Linked DNA regions of Mus musculus: region 2 is linked to region 1. The links are chromatin contacts, called in public Hi-C maps. All regions are on one chromosome and are shown on one strand. Each heading gives the region's core, a stretch centred on a gene start, on an enhancer-like site or on the middle of the called end of the contact. The rest is flanking DNA. Distances are from core to core; before and after follow the strand shown. Region 1 overlaps Slc36a1 (solute carrier family 36 (proton/amino acid symporter), member 1). Region 2 has its middle 4.1 kb from the start of Gm31842.

Region 1 (4,184 bases), core at 1,122-3,621:
GAGAGAGAGAGAGAGAGAGAGAGAGAGAGAGAGAGAATATAGAAACAAATTTCAAAGGAGAACTAGCTTAGCTGTGGCTGACAGGTGTACAGTTCCTAGGGCTGGTCTCCACTCAAGTGTGGAAGCTGAGAAGCTGGTCTTGTGGTCTGGAGATAGGATTCCTCCTCAGGGAGGCCACGGTTTAAGAACTTTTGGATGTGATGAAGCCACCCACACTAGCAAGGGTAATCTTTACTTTGTCAACTGCTCTAAATGTTAACATTTGCAAACACCCAGGCTCATATTTGACTGAAAAACCAAGCTGATCCCTAAAACTACCCACTGGTATATGCAGAAGGCGACCCAGGATTTCGGGAGAATATCGAAGTGGTTTAGGGAAACAGGGTTGCTTTCCCTTTCTCAGACCCCTGTCCCTTTGTCAGATTGTCCTAACTCAGTGATTTTTTTTCCCTGAAGTGTGAAAACAAAGACACAGTTTGCAACCTCTCAAAAATAAAAAATAAAATTCATTTATTGAAGTGGAAATTTAACACAAGATCCATATGTGCAACCCAAATGAGACCTAGAAGCTCTGACATGACCCACACATGTACACAATGCACATCTGAAGCTATGACATGACCCATGCATGTTCGCAATGCACATCTGAAGCTCTGACATGCCCCACGCGTGTACGCAATGCACATCCAGGTAGGCGCCAGCACACGGTACTGTCTGGCTGTTAAGACTCTCTGTAGGGCAGTTCTCTCGTTCCTTGATTTCAACATATACTGACAGCTTTACGATATAGACGTGGGATTTTATTATTCATAAAAAAAAAATTCCAGCTTCTTCAACATCGGCTTGATTTAAACCAAAGAACAGGGTAAACACCAGGCTCCTTCCAGCCTCATTTTCTGCTGCTTTTTTTTGATAACTGCTTATGAGCACGGTTTAATGTCTCTGACCAGTGAATGGCTCGGGACACACAGAAAAAGAAGACACCGGCCAGACGGAAGCTGGCGCGGCCAGCAGGACTAAAGTGCCTTCAAGTATTGACCACAGTTTCAAAGATGAGCCACATGGCCCGCTTTCCCCTAATGGTATCTGATTTGTAATGTACTTTGGAAAATTAAATTCTCAAGCCAGCTTGGCGCCACCCTCCTGATTGCCACGTCCGACCACTCTGTCTGGTTCCCATATCAGGCCCCAGAAAGCCTCAGTGTGCCAGTGGGAATGGTGGCTGGGGCTGGCTAGCAGGGAAAGCAAACCCTTGTCCAGAGCCCTTGTCGGGCAGGCAGGTGGGCGGGCGGGCATTAGAAGGGGGTAGTGAGTGCTGTAAACATGATCTGAGCTCTGCACTTCCTGGAAGGATCAAGTGAAACAATGGAATCCAAAGAGCAGACACTGACGGGAGGGAGAAATCTGAGGATGAGACAGCCTAAGGACAGGCTCTGGGATCTAGCTTCAGACCACTGATCACACTTAGCACAAGACTTCCAGGGGAAGAGAGCAGACAGGAGCACCTGCCCATAGGTGTGGCTAGTGAGGTGAGACAGGTGGGCCTAAGCTAACCTCTACCTCTCCCGACCCAGACAGCAGCACAAGTGATGCCACAGCTAAGGGCACGGTGGGTTGCTCGGGCTAGATCACATGCTTCCCAGCAAGTGCTCACATTCAAGTTTTCGATAACTGGCCTCTGACTTTGGGTACAGACAAGGAATGGGCTGGCAAGGATGGGGCATGTCTGCCTCTGGGGCATCTGGATTCAGGCTTAGTTTCCACAAGCCTTGTCTATATTGTTCTGCCCAAGCTCCCATTTATCTGTTTTCCCACCGGGGGCCATCTGGCTCCAAACTGACAGTGGGAGGGGTCAGGAGGGCTCTGACTCAGGGCTCCTGTGGGCGCCTGGGCTGTGTGTGGCGCCTGGCACTATGTGCTTAGCAGCTTCCTGGTGTCCATCCAGAAAGGCCCTGACCTTGCTCAAAGAGTCAGGTCACCAAACTGACAGTACCTCAGGAGTATAGCAAGAGGTCAAAAGATGTGGGCCATACCAAGGTACCAAGGAAGCTGCCCTCAGCCAAATGCTACAGAAGGCACACCACACCGTGTCAGGCCAGGGGCCCTGAAGAGTAGCTGGCCTTGGACAATGGGTCTAGACCTGGGTAGGAGCGCCTGTAAAAGTTCAGAATAGACTTTCTTCCCACCCAGGAAGCCAAGCTCAGGTGGCTTCTAAGAGAGAGCCTGGCCCACAGTTGGGTTGCTGGCCAGCGTCTAAACCTACTTTGGTCACTTTCCAGCCTGAGACTTCAGAAAGCAAGGCGTCTGTGAGTCCCAGCTGGAACCAGGCCACATAAGCACCTGTGGGGATGCTGATGCCAGAAAGGGAAAAAAGCATTGCTCTCCTCGGGGCCAAGACAGCAATGGCTACTCCTAGCAACGCTGCTAAGGACAGTGGCTGCTGTAGCCAGAAACCATCCTTCCCATCCTGTGACCTAGAAGTCACGCAGCAGGCTCTGGACAGAACAGCGAGAAGGGGCTTGGCTGCAAGGTTGGGCCACTAGCTTCTGTCAAACACAAAAGCAGCACTCTGATAAATTCTTGCTTCTTTCTCTAACTCGAGTTTCAAGGCAAATCCTATCTGTAGTTAAGAGCCTGGTAACCAGAGAGGAGACACAAACCGCTCTGTAGTGTGCATATGTGTGCATGCACACGTGTTCACTATCACACACACACACACACACACACACACACACACACACACACACACACATAACCCAGAGATGGAGAGCCAACAGCTGTCCTTTGGGAATCCTGACATCAACAGGGGAGCAGTGGCAAGTCATGGACTCTCAGTGGCCTCTAAAGGCACACCCTAAGATGACTGACCTAGAAGCCAGGTGACTCTGTGAGAGGCATAATAGGGGCAGGTATGGGCCACAGTTAGTGTTTAGTGGTTCCTTGGAAGCCCAGGATACAGAGGCAGCTTGGGGCAAGGCAGGGATTCTGCTCTCTCCCCAGGAACTGTAAACAATGACCCTTGTGCGTAGTGTCTATGAAGAGGAACTGCGCCCCGTCCTTAGCCTTGTATACACGAGTACTTCCGAGTGCCCATATGGAGTCAGTCTCATGAATGGAAGTCCACAGAAGCATGGGGCTTCCAGAGGCGGTGCATGCTCACATGATCTGCTTGAGGTCTCTGAGCCAGCTGGGAGTGGCAGCTCATGCTAGTAACCTCCATACTTGAGGCAACGGTAGGAGAACTGAGAGCCCATCGTCATCCTTGACTACACAGCAAGCAAGTTCAAAGCCAACTCTGGTGACATGAGACCCTGTCTGGAAACAAAACAAAAACAAAACAGACAAACAAACAACAAAATGGCCAAGAGGGCAGGGCGGAGGGCATATCCAAGGTCCCCTGGAGCAGGTGTCTTAGTGGAAGGAGAAGCCAAGTGCCAAGCTGCTGAAGCTGTGATGCCAGGTCTGAAGTCAAGAGCCTGAACCCTAAGCTTAAATACACCGTAAATACCTCCAGCCTGAGCAGTGTCTCATTGTCTTTAAAGAAATCAAGGGGCAGCACTGTGACCTACACAGAGGAAACGAGAAGAGGTGACGTGGCCTGTGGGTTCCCCAAGTCAGACAGCAGATGGAAACCTTCAGCATTCAGGGCTGGCTGTAAACTATTGGGGGTGGGGGGGCATCCAGAACCCTCTCAGGACTCAGCTGGGTGGAACAGTGAGGTACAGCATTTGGGAGCCTGATGAGAAAGAGGCCTGGCTTTGTAAAACATGAGAGTCCCCACTTATTTAATCTAGGCCTGGCCCAGGAAAGGAGAAAATGTCGGGAGCCAGAGACTACCTTTTAAATAAAGTGAGCTGTGCAATGGGAATAATTTAGGCGTGGCTGGTCAGACGGGGGGGGGGGGGGGGGGCGGGGGGGTGGCGGGGGGGGCAGTGCCGAGGGAGGAGGCGTGATGAAGGAGAGCAGCGACGGCACCATCACAAGTGGAGGGGCTGCTCCCCGCCCTCCCCCAGTCTCAGTCTCATCTAGCCCAGGTTACCCAAGGGTCCAATGCCAGATAGAGCAGTGCCCAGGCAGCAACCCTGCCTTTTTCCAGAGGCTGGACTATACCTGAGGATGTGGGGACACTACTGGGAGACACACAGGGTGAGGCTGGTGGAGGGAGCACACCCAGATCCTTATAT
Region 2 (4,184 bases), core at 422-2,921, 150 kb before region 1:
CTAGGAGACCCAGTGGCCAATCTCAGTTGTCAACTTTAGGTATAGAATCACTTGAGAGACAGGGCTCTGGGCACATCCGTGGGATTCTCTTGATTAGGTTAAGGAGATGCGAAGACTCACTGTCCAGGATAGTTTTGTGCCAACTTGACATAAGCTAGAGTCATTTGAAATGAGAGAACCTCAAATGAAACAAATACCTCCATAAGATCCAGCTGTAGGGCATTTTATCAATTAGTGATTGTTGAGGGAGGTCCCAGTACACTCACTGTGGGTAGTGTTATCCTTGGGCTGGTGGTCCTAGATTCTTTAAGAAAGCAGGCTGAACATGCCACGAGGAGCAAGCCAGAGAATTCCGTGACCTCTGCATCAGTTTCTGCCACTAGGTTCCTGCTCTGACTTTGAGTTCCTGTTTTGATGAGCAGGAACTTAAATAATAAACAGTGATGTAGAAGTGTAAACCAAAACCCTTTCCTCCCCAACTTGCTTTGGTCATGGTTCTGTCATAGCAATATTAACCTAAACTAAGATACTCAACAGTTATGGGTGGCACCATTCCCTAGGCTAGGATCCTGGACTGTATGTAAAGGATAAACATTCACTGCTCTCTTCTTCCTGACTGGGGATAAAATGTGACTAGTCACTTCAGGCCCCTGCTGACTTCTCTGCCATAATGGACTGTAACTATGAGCCGAGAGAAACCTTTTCTTACTTACTTTGGTTTTATCAGCATATTTTATCACAGCAATAGGAGACGATACTGAAAAAGAGCTGGGTCTTGTGGCTACTTCCTCCAACATTCCTTTTTGGAACCTAATGAAACTTACAATTATAGTCCCTAAAGCAGCGTGGTGGCCCCTCCTTCTCTGCCCGAGTCTTGGCCATGGTGAGCCCCTGTAGGAGCTGTCAGAAATGGTCACTACTGTCAAAATGGCGGCACTGCGACATTTCCTCAGCCTGCAGCCATCACAGGAGCTGTCCACAGTGGCTACCCTTTCCTGCTTCAGCCTACATCCTTGGTGAAACACTAGTGCAGGATCCGTCCCACGGGAGCTGTTTACAGTGGCAGCACCTCCTCTCCAGCCCCTCTCCACCCCCCTCCCCCCGCCGCCCTCAGCAGCTCCACAGAGATGGTGCCTCAGCAAAAGCCAAATGCAGCCTGGAAGGACTTTCCACCCTTAACCCATGGCCCCGATTCAGGGAAAAGCGGGTGAAAAAAGCCACCAATCCCTGAGCTTCCCACAAACCCACCAATTTCTGAGCAGGAAACCCACCAATCCCTGAACAGCTAACCCATATCCCTGAACAGGAAACCAACAAATCCGTGAACAGGAAATCCCACCAATCCTTGAACTCCCCAAGCTCATGACTTGAAATCCCACCAATCCTCGCTCTGGAAATCTCTGCCTTGAAAAGCTTCACCCCTAAGAAATTCTATAAAAGCACTGTTCTTTGTCCAATTTTTGCTGCCCACTTCTGCGAGCAGAGGGCAGCCGTTCCTGGGTTTGTCCCTCCACACACTGGACCCTTCAATAAATCTCTTTCATGAGATTTATTGCCTGGAGTGATTGAGAAGATGCAAAGAATAGCGGCTGAAGTTCCTGAGCTCAGCTGGGAACATCATCCTCTGGGAGCTGCAACACCTCTGCTGAGGAGGCTTCCTCAGAGCCGCGTGGCTCCTGAGCTCCCAAGTCTCGGGATGCCCTTCTCTCGGGACACTGTCCCCCTCACAGCTGTATGGTTCCTGGACACTCCCTCCTCCCTCCTTCCCCCCTCCCCCCGCCCCGCGTCTCTGGATGCTCTTCCACTGGAATACTTTCTCCCCTCAGAGCTGCGTGGCTCCTAGGCTTCTGAGTCCCAGAATACCCTTCCACCTAGGCAGAAACACTTACAATAGAGATCCTTCCTCAAGGTTATAGCAGCAAAGAACAGCTACTGGAGAAGACACTTGAGGAGCTGCCTGCAACTTAGGCATACAGCTTCAGGGATGCTGCTGTTGTGAACTGTCACTCACGGCAAGATGGGCTAATCAGGGATGCGGCTGTTTTTCCGTTACCCATGTGACCCCAAAACTAAGCTGGACTTGGGTGGAGCCATTTTGTCTATTGTTAATTCCCTAGCTTGAGTAAATAGACCTTTAAAAGGTGTTTTTTCAGGAAAAGTCACACAGCAGCTGGGTATGGAGTCCTATGGGTAGAGGGGTACTTGCTTCACAAGTGCAAAGACCTGATTCTATAGCATAGCAAAGGAAAAAAGAAAAAAGCGAAAGAGCCGAGGCATGCAGGAGGTGAGACCCCGGGAGAGCTGGACTGACTAGTCTTTTGAAGGCCTTCTAGTTTCTCCAGACTCTGCCACAGCTTCCTAGAAGGTCCCAGAGGGTAGTGCAGTCACTATTGGCAGCGTCTTAATTGCCAAGCTTACTGAGCACTACCACGAGAGACCAGAAGGGGGCAGGCTGTACTCAGGAATGGACCTCGCAGATGCTCAGCTCAGGCTGAGTAGCAGCCTGAACGGTGGCTTTTTAGAACCTTGGGGGAATCATTGGCACTGTGGCATCGCTCAGTACACTGCTACACGGGTGGAGAAACTGAGTCTCAGAAAGAAGAGGTGTGACACAGCTCACTACCCACACTTCATGACACTGTCAGGATCCCCTAGAGAGAATCACAAAGATCCCTGGACCCTGGGAAACAGACCACACCTCCAGCTCTCAGCTAAAGGATAGCTGAAGAGGAGGCTGTGGCCTCGAGCTGGAGCCTGGCTGCCGACCTCAGAAGAGACCATAGCCTGCCCAGGTGCAATGGGAGAAGCCTGGAGCCTCACCTCTGACGCAAATGCAGGCATGAAGTGGAAGATCACATGATGACAGCCAAGCCACCTCCAACTCCCAGCCTCAGATTTTCTTTCAGTATTGAAAATACCTCACAAAGGGAGAGGTACTGGACAGAAAACCCCACTCTGTGCAGAAGGCTGTGAACAAATTGACATTCACTATTTCTTGTATATATTTCAGGTAATGCACTAATATTACATGATAAGAATAAAATGACGTGGGCTGGCGAGATGGCTCAGCAGGTAAGAGCACTGACTTCTCTTCTGAAGGTCCTGAGTTCAAATCCCAGCAACTACGTGGTAGCTCACAATCACCCGTAATGAGATCCGGCACCCTCTTCTGGTGTGTCTGAACACAGCTACAGTATACTTATATATAATAATAATAATAAAATCTTTGGGTTGAGCAGGGCCAACTGGAGTGAGTGGGGTTGACCGGAGTGAGCAGAGGTCCTAAAATTCAATTCCCAACAACCACACGAAGGCTCACAACTACAGTGTACTCATATACCTAAAATAAATAAATCTTAAAAAGAGAATAAAATGATGTAAGCAACAATCCATCTATCTATCCATCCATCCATCCATCTATCCATCCATCCTTACTTACACTGTACATTTATTTGTATTACACAGAAGAATGGAGCATCTTCAAGAAAGGAAGCAAACAGAAGCCACTGTTAGGGAAACATGCAGATATTTCAAATACCCACTTAGTGTGTGTGTGTGTGTGTGTAGATCAGAGAAAAACTTGAGGGGGTCAGTTTTATCCTTGCACCATGTAAGTCCTGGGGATCAAATCCAGGACTTGCTGGCATGTGCCTTTATCCAGTGACCCTTCTTTCTTCTTCTTCTTCTTCTTCTTCTTCTTCTTCTTCTTCTTCTTCTTCTTCTTCTTCTTCTTCTTCTTCTTCTTCTTCTTTTTTTGGTTTTTCGAGACAGGGTTTCTCTGTGTAGCCCTGGCTGTCCTGGAACTCACTCTGTAGACCAGGGTGGCCTCAAACTCAGAAATCTGCCTGCCTCTGCCTCCCAAGTGCTGGGATTAAAGGCATGCGCCACCACACCCGGCACTGACCCTTCTGTTTTAAGACAGAATGTCTTGTAGCCCAGGCTGACCTTGAACTCTGTGTTGATGACCCTGAACTTCTGATCCTCCTGCCTCCACCTTCTGAGTACTGGGATTACTGTCGTGTCCCATCATGCCTGGTTTGTTATTTTGGGCACTGTTGTTACATGCTGGACAAACACTCCATCAGTTGAGCCCTAACCCAGCCCTTTGTTTGTCTTATTCTATAACCCAGGCTGCCGTGGAACTCTACTATGTACCCAGGCTGGCCTCAAACTTGCTGCAATTC

Evidence for each region. Hi-C and Micro-C count contacts between places; a contact is called where the count stands out from the background.
Region 2: a Hi-C map of the N1E-115 cell line shows a contact between it and region 1, with 4 times the contacts expected there. The contact joins two enhancer-like sites. A contact is called at or near these places in 19 of 484 Hi-C or Micro-C datasets (the AML12 cell line, the C2C12 cell line, the HL-1 cell line and 12 more), 6 of 115 datasets of contacts at active chromatin or transcription factors (bone marrow-derived dendritic cells, embryonic stem cells, extraembryonic endoderm stem cells and 1 more) and 1 of 9 other capture datasets (embryonic stem cells).

What each region holds. Positions count from the first base shown.
Region 1 is chr11:55,232,633-55,236,816 of GRCm38.p6, reverse strand. Slc36a1 (solute carrier family 36 (proton/amino acid symporter), member 1) reads right to left here. Exons shown (of 11, transcript NM_153139.4): 11 at 487-4,184. The coding sequence ends at 4,179. Among named protein-coding and RNA genes, the nearest start is that of Slc36a1, 30 kb to the right of the region's middle. Within about 2 kb of position 2,371, at least 6 of the 459 cell types and tissues checked have an H3K27ac peak or open chromatin away from gene starts, as enhancers often do. A contact at or near this core is called in the N1E-115 cell line, where this site is marked.
Region 2 is chr11:55,384,893-55,389,076 of GRCm38.p6, reverse strand. No RefSeq gene overlaps it. Among named protein-coding and RNA genes, the nearest start is that of Gm31842, 4.1 kb to the right of the region's middle. Within about 2 kb of position 1,671, at least 7 of the 459 cell types and tissues checked have an H3K27ac peak or open chromatin away from gene starts, as enhancers often do. A contact at or near this core is called in the N1E-115 cell line, where this site is marked.